Regions from separate parts of the Drosophila melanogaster genome. Here region 1 is linked to region 2. A link is a contact called in public targeted proximity ligation data. All regions are on one chromosome and are shown on one strand. The core of a region is the stretch at or near the end of the contact, and the rest is flanking DNA. Distances in the headings are between cores, read along the strand shown.

Region 1 (3,771 bases), core at 476-2,975, 140 kb after region 2:
GTGGGTTGGCTTATCTCCCCAGCATGTATTGTTGTTGTTATGTGCTCTTAATTTGGCTCGCAACCAGAAAGTACAAAATAAAACACATTTCACTCAATTGGCGACATGTGAGCTTTTATCACACCATTTAGATGCGGTTATTTACAGTAACTCACGGCGAACAAAGAACAGAAGTAACTGAGTGGGCATCAATTTCACTCGCTGCGCACGTGAGTGTGAGTAAAATGGTCCTAGACAATCGCTCATCAGTAATTAGATGGATTAGCTGCCACTTTTATCTTATCTTTTATCAAACGCGATATTGCTATAACCTCCTAGGGATATGAAAATGCAATATATGTACAGACTACTCTCACTCACGCAGGAAAACACGCGCGAAAAGTGTTGATAAGAGCACAACTAGCGGGCGACTGATTAACGTTTTCAATTAACACGGAATCGGATCCGGAATAGGAATGAAATCAATAAAAAAAATAGGCAGCCAGACGTTGCTTTCTTACACTTATTTTTCGTATAAATAAAAGCGAATGACTGTGGACACAGTGGAGCGCAAAAGCGAGGGCTGCGCGGCGTTGCCAGATCGCTGGAGTGAGGTAATGGTGGTGGCAAACAGCTGTTGCCGCTTTGAGTGGAATCCAGCAAGGAACTGTACAAGTTACAACCATATTTAAGGTTTTTAAGCATATGTGGGTCAATTAAGTTACTTATTTATCTTTTTAATGGTTTAATCTTCTTGCGTATCATTGTGTTCAAGTGGGTCCGTTAAAAAGTGGTCAATGGAACATGTGGATCACAACAAAGCCCCCAATGAGAGTTTATCTCACTCTCTTAGCTTTTTGAGAGAGGAAATCAATAAGGAACATTAATCGACCGATCTGACTCGCACGCAATTAAATATTCTTATTGAAATATATAGTTTTCATGTATATTCATAATGCCAGTAATTAAAAAAGACTTAATATCATTATAATTCAAACCAAACCAATGCATTTTGTTCAGTGTACACAAGAGAGAGCGTTGTCACGGAAAGAGGAGAGCAAAACAAAGACGGAGAGGCAAACGGCGATGAAGTAACAAAATGAGAACGGCAATAACAACATCGAAAGCGGGCTAAAAATAAAATGCAAACACAAATTCCAGTACAAAAGAAGTAAAAAGCAAAAGGAGGTGGGGTTTTGCTCTTGTTAGCACCAGCACGCAATTGATAAAATTTGGTTAGACAAACAAAAGCTGTAATTGAAAACCTGGCTATAATCTTCGCGGGCACTGGAATAGAACAGGGAAAACGTATTAGAACAGGGAAAACGTATTAGAACAGGGAAAATGTGATGAAGGGTGGGAGGAACACACGCAAACAGCGGGACACTAATTAAATTATACATGAAACACACAGAAATCATAGAAAAAAGCTAGAAATTAGCCGCTAAAAAGTTTTACTTGTTCCGCTGCAGCAGCATGTTGACTTTTCGAAGAATTAGCTGTTTTATCTCGACGCTTATGGATTTATATTCAAGTTTTCTCTTCTTTCTTGCCTAGATCTATATCCTGTTTTTAGCAGTGTTAACAGGCCGAAGAAAGTAGTAATTAATACAGAGACACTATCACACATTCGCCGATTATATTAGCTATTAATAAACGTTTATCAATAATTACTCTTTTCTTCACGACACTGCTTCACTTAATTCGCACTTTTCCGAAAACTCAGACAAAACTGCCACAAAATCCTCGCAATTATTCGAACAGCTGATGAATCGATGATTTCGTATATCGATAATCGACTGAGATTAGTGATGACATCATTTCGATAGTAAGTACTCATTTTATTCAATATGCGTCTAGATTATAATAATTTACATGCATACTATGCATACATTCAGAAGCTGTTTTTTCATTGCGTTTTGAAAGTCCCTGTTCAAGGGCTACTTCAAAAATGTTTCTGAGGCTTTTATTTTCGAAACGAGTCATGCAGAATAGACACAACGACGACGTCATCGTGCTGAAAACAAATAGTAGAGCTGATGTAAAACTCAAATACTACTAAAATGTTACAACAGATAAACAAAAACAATATCAGATGTTTTGTTTACTTCCTAGAAATCAGAGATGTGTGGAGTCTGCTACTTTGCCGATAGTAGCCATCCTTCTGGCAGCACTAGTTGGGTGGAAAACTCCGCTTACTCCAATTCTGGATGGGTGGGTGCATTTGCTAAGTACACTGTGTCAAAAATTGTCTTACTGTTTTGTTTTCGGTATAAGCTTGTAAAAAGGTCCAAAAATTAGTGGTTTGAATTGTATTATGTTTCTTGAATCCAATTTATGGATTTTCCTTGCCGAATTATTTAGTCACAGATATTTAGCTGAGTCGAATGCATTACATTTCGGACTTGGTGTTCTTCATCCTTAAAATTTAGTTTTCTCCAATACCCAACCAATCATGGCTGTGTCATTTTGGCTTGCGATTCTGCTTTTGATCCTTGGCTGTTACAGTTTTAAGGCTCTAAGTGAGAAACAAGTGCGGGAAATGCTGAATCTAGAGCGCAATCTCCTGCAGAATATGCGTGACTATGCCGAAAAGCTGGAGGAGAAGATCGACCTTATAAACAAGTGCGTCAGAAATCCTTTCCCAATCGTACCAATTGAGATGAAAATATTTTTAATATAGTTATGTGGAAGATTATAACGTCGACATAGAAGATGCCAACGAGGATCCGGAGAAGTACCTCTCCAATCCGCTGAACTCCTTCCGATTGATTAGACATATGCACCAGGATTGGGTCGGCTGGCAGGTGTACATGGAGGATCTGGTCGCACCCGAGGCGGTGCAGAAGGTGGAGAGCCTACTGCCGCAGCTTCCTCAGAAGGAAGCCTTCAGGAAAGCGGCCAGGAGTGTGCATAGCTTGACCCAGTTTTACGGCTACGAGCCCGCGGATCTGGTTGCCAAAGATGAACGAAGCAGGTGGGAGTCTATATAAGTGTTTACCATTTTGGAAACTTAATTCCACTAGTTCCTTGCATCTTTCACCTTTGGACTGCTATCACTTGGGACTGGAGCTCTACGAGGAGCAGGACTATCTGGGTGCAGCCAAGTGGCTACAAGTGGCTGCCCATAACTACACCCTCTCGAGGCACAGAGATTTGTTCAATCCACTGGGCGCACCACGCTGGCAGGTCTATCGAGATCTGGGCAGGACCCTACTTAAACTGAGTGCGGTTCGCATACTCCCGGACAAACTAATGGGTATTAACACCAATTTATCTGGTAGATCGACAGTGCGCATATGATGCCTACGAATCAGCACTTCGATTGAATTCCCAAAACGTGCATCTCATGAAGGAAGCTGGACAGATGGAGCTATTCAGCCTAAGGGATCCCATGGAACCCATACTGGATCTTCAGCCAAAACCGACCGTTCTGGAAAAATATTGTCGAGGCGAAGTTCCGCGACATCAGGGTCGTCTGACGTGCGAGCTTAATGACTGGGTCCATTCGTTCCTTGCCTACGCACCCATTAAGTTTGAGGACCTGCAACAGGACCCTTTTATTATCCTCTATCCAGGAAGTATTTACGAACAGGAAATTAGGCATGTGGAGAACGCATACGAGCGGTGTCCACCCAACGATCGCTTCGAGCTTAAGCTCGGAATTAGTGGGTGTTCCATCTCCGACGGATATAGTCCTGTGTTGAAACGCATCAACGAGCGGATTTTGGACATGGCAGGAGTAGAAAAGACTTGGGACACCTTCTACATAGTCGAGTACGCTCAGTTGGC
Region 2 (3,690 bases), core at 63-2,562:
TTGTCTCGGATCAGCTACTAAAGATCGGCGATGTGATCATAGCCGCCGTGCCCTGCGAGTTCACCACAATGGCAGGACGTCGTCTGCGAAACCAGATTCGAGCAGCTGCCTCCGCCGTCGGAGGCATCGACACCGAGGTAATCATCGCCGGACTGACCAACATATACACCAGCTACACGGTGACCCCGGAGGAGTACCAGGCGCAGCGTTACGAGGCCGCCTCCACGATCTTCGGTCCCCATACCCACTCCATTTACATGGACGTCTTCGAACGCCTGACCAAGGCCATGATGCGTAATGAGACCGTGGATGCGGGTCCAAGTCCGCCGTACATGAATGATGTGATGCTATCGCTGAACACCGGGGTTCTCTTCGACGGACATCCCATAAACACCGACTTTGGCTACGTGAAGTCGCAGCCCAACAAGGAGTACGGCATCAACGAGACGGTGAAGGTCACCTACATATCCGGAAATCCGCGTAACAACCTCTTCACCGAGAAAACCTACTTCACCATTGAGCGAAAGATCAACGAGGATCGCTGGAAGGTGGCCTATACGGATGCCAGCTGGGAGACCAAGTAGGAAGCGCCAGCTTGAGGTTATAAATGTTGGTACTTAATAAAATCGTTACTTTTCAGAATGGTCTGGCACCGAACCAATACGATCCTGGGCTTCAGCGAAATGGACATCTACTGGGACATCAGTCCGCAGACTCTTCCCGGGGAATATCGCATTCGCCATTCCGGGGAGTACAAGTACATCCTGGGCGGAAAGTATCCCTACGAGGGACTCACGCATTCCTTCACCGTTAAGGAGGACTAGGATTAGATATCCGTGTGGAGTGATTTTATAAATATTCCTGGCCAGACAGTTGTAGGGCCCATCAAAAACAAAATCAACACTGAATCCATGTATTTATTTACCATTTGTAAGTGACGAAGGAAAAGCTTTATTTTTGCAAACGCGAATAAAAAAGATGCCAAATTATGTTGAAACTAAGGAGAAGTGTTTTTAATTTTGATCGAAATGGCTGTTCTAGTAGTCTTTTGACATTGCTTCACCTTTTTACCAATTACAATTCAAATTGCCCGCCACCATATACGATCCGCAAACAGCTGTTCGAATGAAATCCACAATGCTGTACAAGTTTCTCTCTTTCAACTCTTTTTCTCTTTTGTGGTATTAAATTGAACTTCGAAATTCGAAATTGGTGCTCTTCTCTTAAATTCGAAACAGAAACCAGAAATTCTCTCTCTTTCTGGATCTGGAAGTCGGTATTTATCTATATTCGAGGCGGCAGCAAAACAAAATCAGTTCCAGTCGGTATTTCTCGGCGCGCGCACGCGAATTAAACAGAAACACAAATTATATTTTTGTAGTCAAAACTGTGAAAAAGGGAATTTACTCCTCGGGGGACCAGAGAAAACAATCCTTAAATTCGAGTCTAAACGAAAATATCTAAAACAAACGTGATTTGTGTGCTTCCAGTTAGAGTGCATAAAATGTATCTATAAGATACGAAGTGCGGGTGGGCAATGCAATCGAGGTGTTCTCGTTGAATTGTAAACAAAGAAGGCGGCCAGTTTCATTGACATCCATTGAGATCCAGCAACAAGTTCGCATAAGAAACACAGGGTAAATTAAAGAAATTCCACAGATACATTTTCTAGAACTTCTGACGTGTTCCTCCTGCCGGCATCCGTCGTGCACTGATAACAATAATCGAGTCTTTTTACTTGAATGACGGGAATGTGGGCCATCTAAATTGAATATTCGATTTTGATTAGAGAGAAATGCTCTGCTGCGCTGTGACAAAAAAACTAAACTGATTTGAGTGTTCACATACTATTCTATATGCACTTGTTGTCACCACATGGCGATTCAATTGACCGCTTTTTGCCCCCACATATTCCCCATTTCCTACTGCTGATGCTCCTCCCTCCTCCTCCATCTCCGCTGGCGATAAGCCTCTAAATATCTGGACTCGAAAAAGTCTGTGCGGCATAGGCGTCAATGTGTATATGTACTTTTTACGTCCGTCTGGGTGTGTTTATATAATGATGATCAGGGGGCGAAAAGAAGGAAGTGCCGCAGTCACGTAGTCAATTGTAGGCATTTGTTTTGGTCTCGTTTCCCGTGCACTTCATCTTCCAATGCAAAGGGTATAAACACTGCGTTGCCAACTGTGCGAAAAAGGATGGCCTAGTTCAGCAAGGAATCAATAGATTTGAAACAAATTGTTTTCTTCCTTTAACTATACATTTCAGTAGCAAATTACATGAATAAGTAATATTAGGTAGTCAATCAGTGACTTAAAAATAACCAGTTTATTAAACTGTTTTCAAACCTGTTTGTAAAGAGGATACAATTACTTTAAAGGGTAATAAAGTTACTCTTTATATAACAGAATCCTTTTTTAAATGTATAACATATATAACATAATGTACCTGGTAAATGTCTATGATTAAAACCCAGTTGAAGTGACTCCTATTTAGCACGGACACAAACCTCATTTAGCCGCTCTTATTAGCGGGATATTTCTTGTCTAATTGGAAATACTTAACCAATTAGACTCTGGTTTGGATGATTAATGGCTAGGCGTGTATTTTTGAAAATACAATCGGATTCAATAGCTTCAATTAACTTACGAGCAAGGTGTGTTAATTTATGAAATTTATAATTTAGCCGCAATCTGGTTCGTTGCTCCCCGCCTGCTTTTTCGGCCTTTCGCCTTTACGTCCATTTGATCAGTATTATTTGTTTGCTAATTAGTTCGGCAATGACGACCGGTTGGCAATAATAGAGTTGGATGCGAAAACGAAAGTGGCTGCCAAGTGGATCACCAGTTCCATCCATGTGCGGAATGCAATGAAAGTGAGGACAATGTCGACAAGGAGCTGCTATTTGGCCCACTTCCTTGTCTGGTTTTTGCGCCCATTTCGCTCCAGCCTTTTTCCCAGCTCATCTTTCGCTTTTATAATGTTCAGCAAAGTCTTTGAACCGGTTTGGTATTGCGATTTCCATCGGGGACGCCTTTTATGCTTACATTTCAAGGTGAATTGTAAAATTTATGTGTGCACACGCTCCATGACGGCATCTGACTGGCATTAAAGCACTTCGCCATGGGTTAATCATGGGGGCCAGCCGGGTGTTAAGGCAGCTGGGGATGAGCTGCGAACATTTGTCATTCATTACTAATTAGCAAACTCGCTGAATGCACTTGAATCACTCCCGCGTCCCGAGTCCTTCCTTCCTGCCTACTGAATATTTAATGCGAATGCCATTTTTCCAACACAGCGAGAAATTAAATGGGATGGATTCGATCCGAGAGATGACACCTTATTGTTCGTTAGAATTATCAAAATTTTATTTAGAACTTCTCGAAATATGTACGTTATCAAAAGTGCTTTCTGGAATTTCCTGAATATTTCTGATAGTATGCAAAGCTAATAATCAGCGTGCGTAGCAATGAATGCAAACGTGTTTACATCACACTCTTCTTTACAACACTTTCATAATCCATCATCATTTTTCTCCAGTGCTGGGTACTTTCTTTCCGACAAGTTGTGACAATCAAATTAACGCTTATAGAATTGAAAAGTTCACGCCCTGCGAGTGGAACTTTTGCTGGCAGACAAATCACATTATCTACGACTTTGAATCCAAGTTCTTGGAGCAATTGCAGCAT

What was found.
Region 1: a contact with region 2 is called in a targeted proximity ligation map of the Kc167 cell line, with 6 times the contacts expected there. A contact is called at or near these places in 15 of 107 Hi-C or Micro-C datasets (the Clone 8 cell line, the Kc167 cell line, the OSC cell line and 5 more) and 2 of 7 datasets of targeted methods (both in the Kc167 cell line).

The regions. Positions count from the first base shown.
Region 1 is chr3R:30,599,764-30,603,534 of dm6, forward strand. CG2246 reads right to left here and starts at 1,726. Exons shown (of 8, transcript NM_170511.2): 1 at 1,654-1,726. It overlaps CG31021, which reads left to right and starts at 2,443. Exons shown (of 7, transcript NM_170513.2): 1 at 2,443-2,604; 2 at 2,663-2,956; 3 at 3,006-3,205; 4 at 3,264-3,771. The coding sequence starts at 2,522.
Region 2 is chr3R:30,464,738-30,468,427 of dm6, forward strand. PH4alphaEFB (prolyl-4-hydroxylase-alpha EFB) reads left to right here and starts at 1,313. Exons shown (of 9, transcript NM_170492.2): 1 at 1,313-1,637. CDase (Ceramidase) reads left to right here. Exons shown (of 6, transcript NM_001276180.1): 5 at 1-580; 6 at 641-999. The coding sequence ends at 824.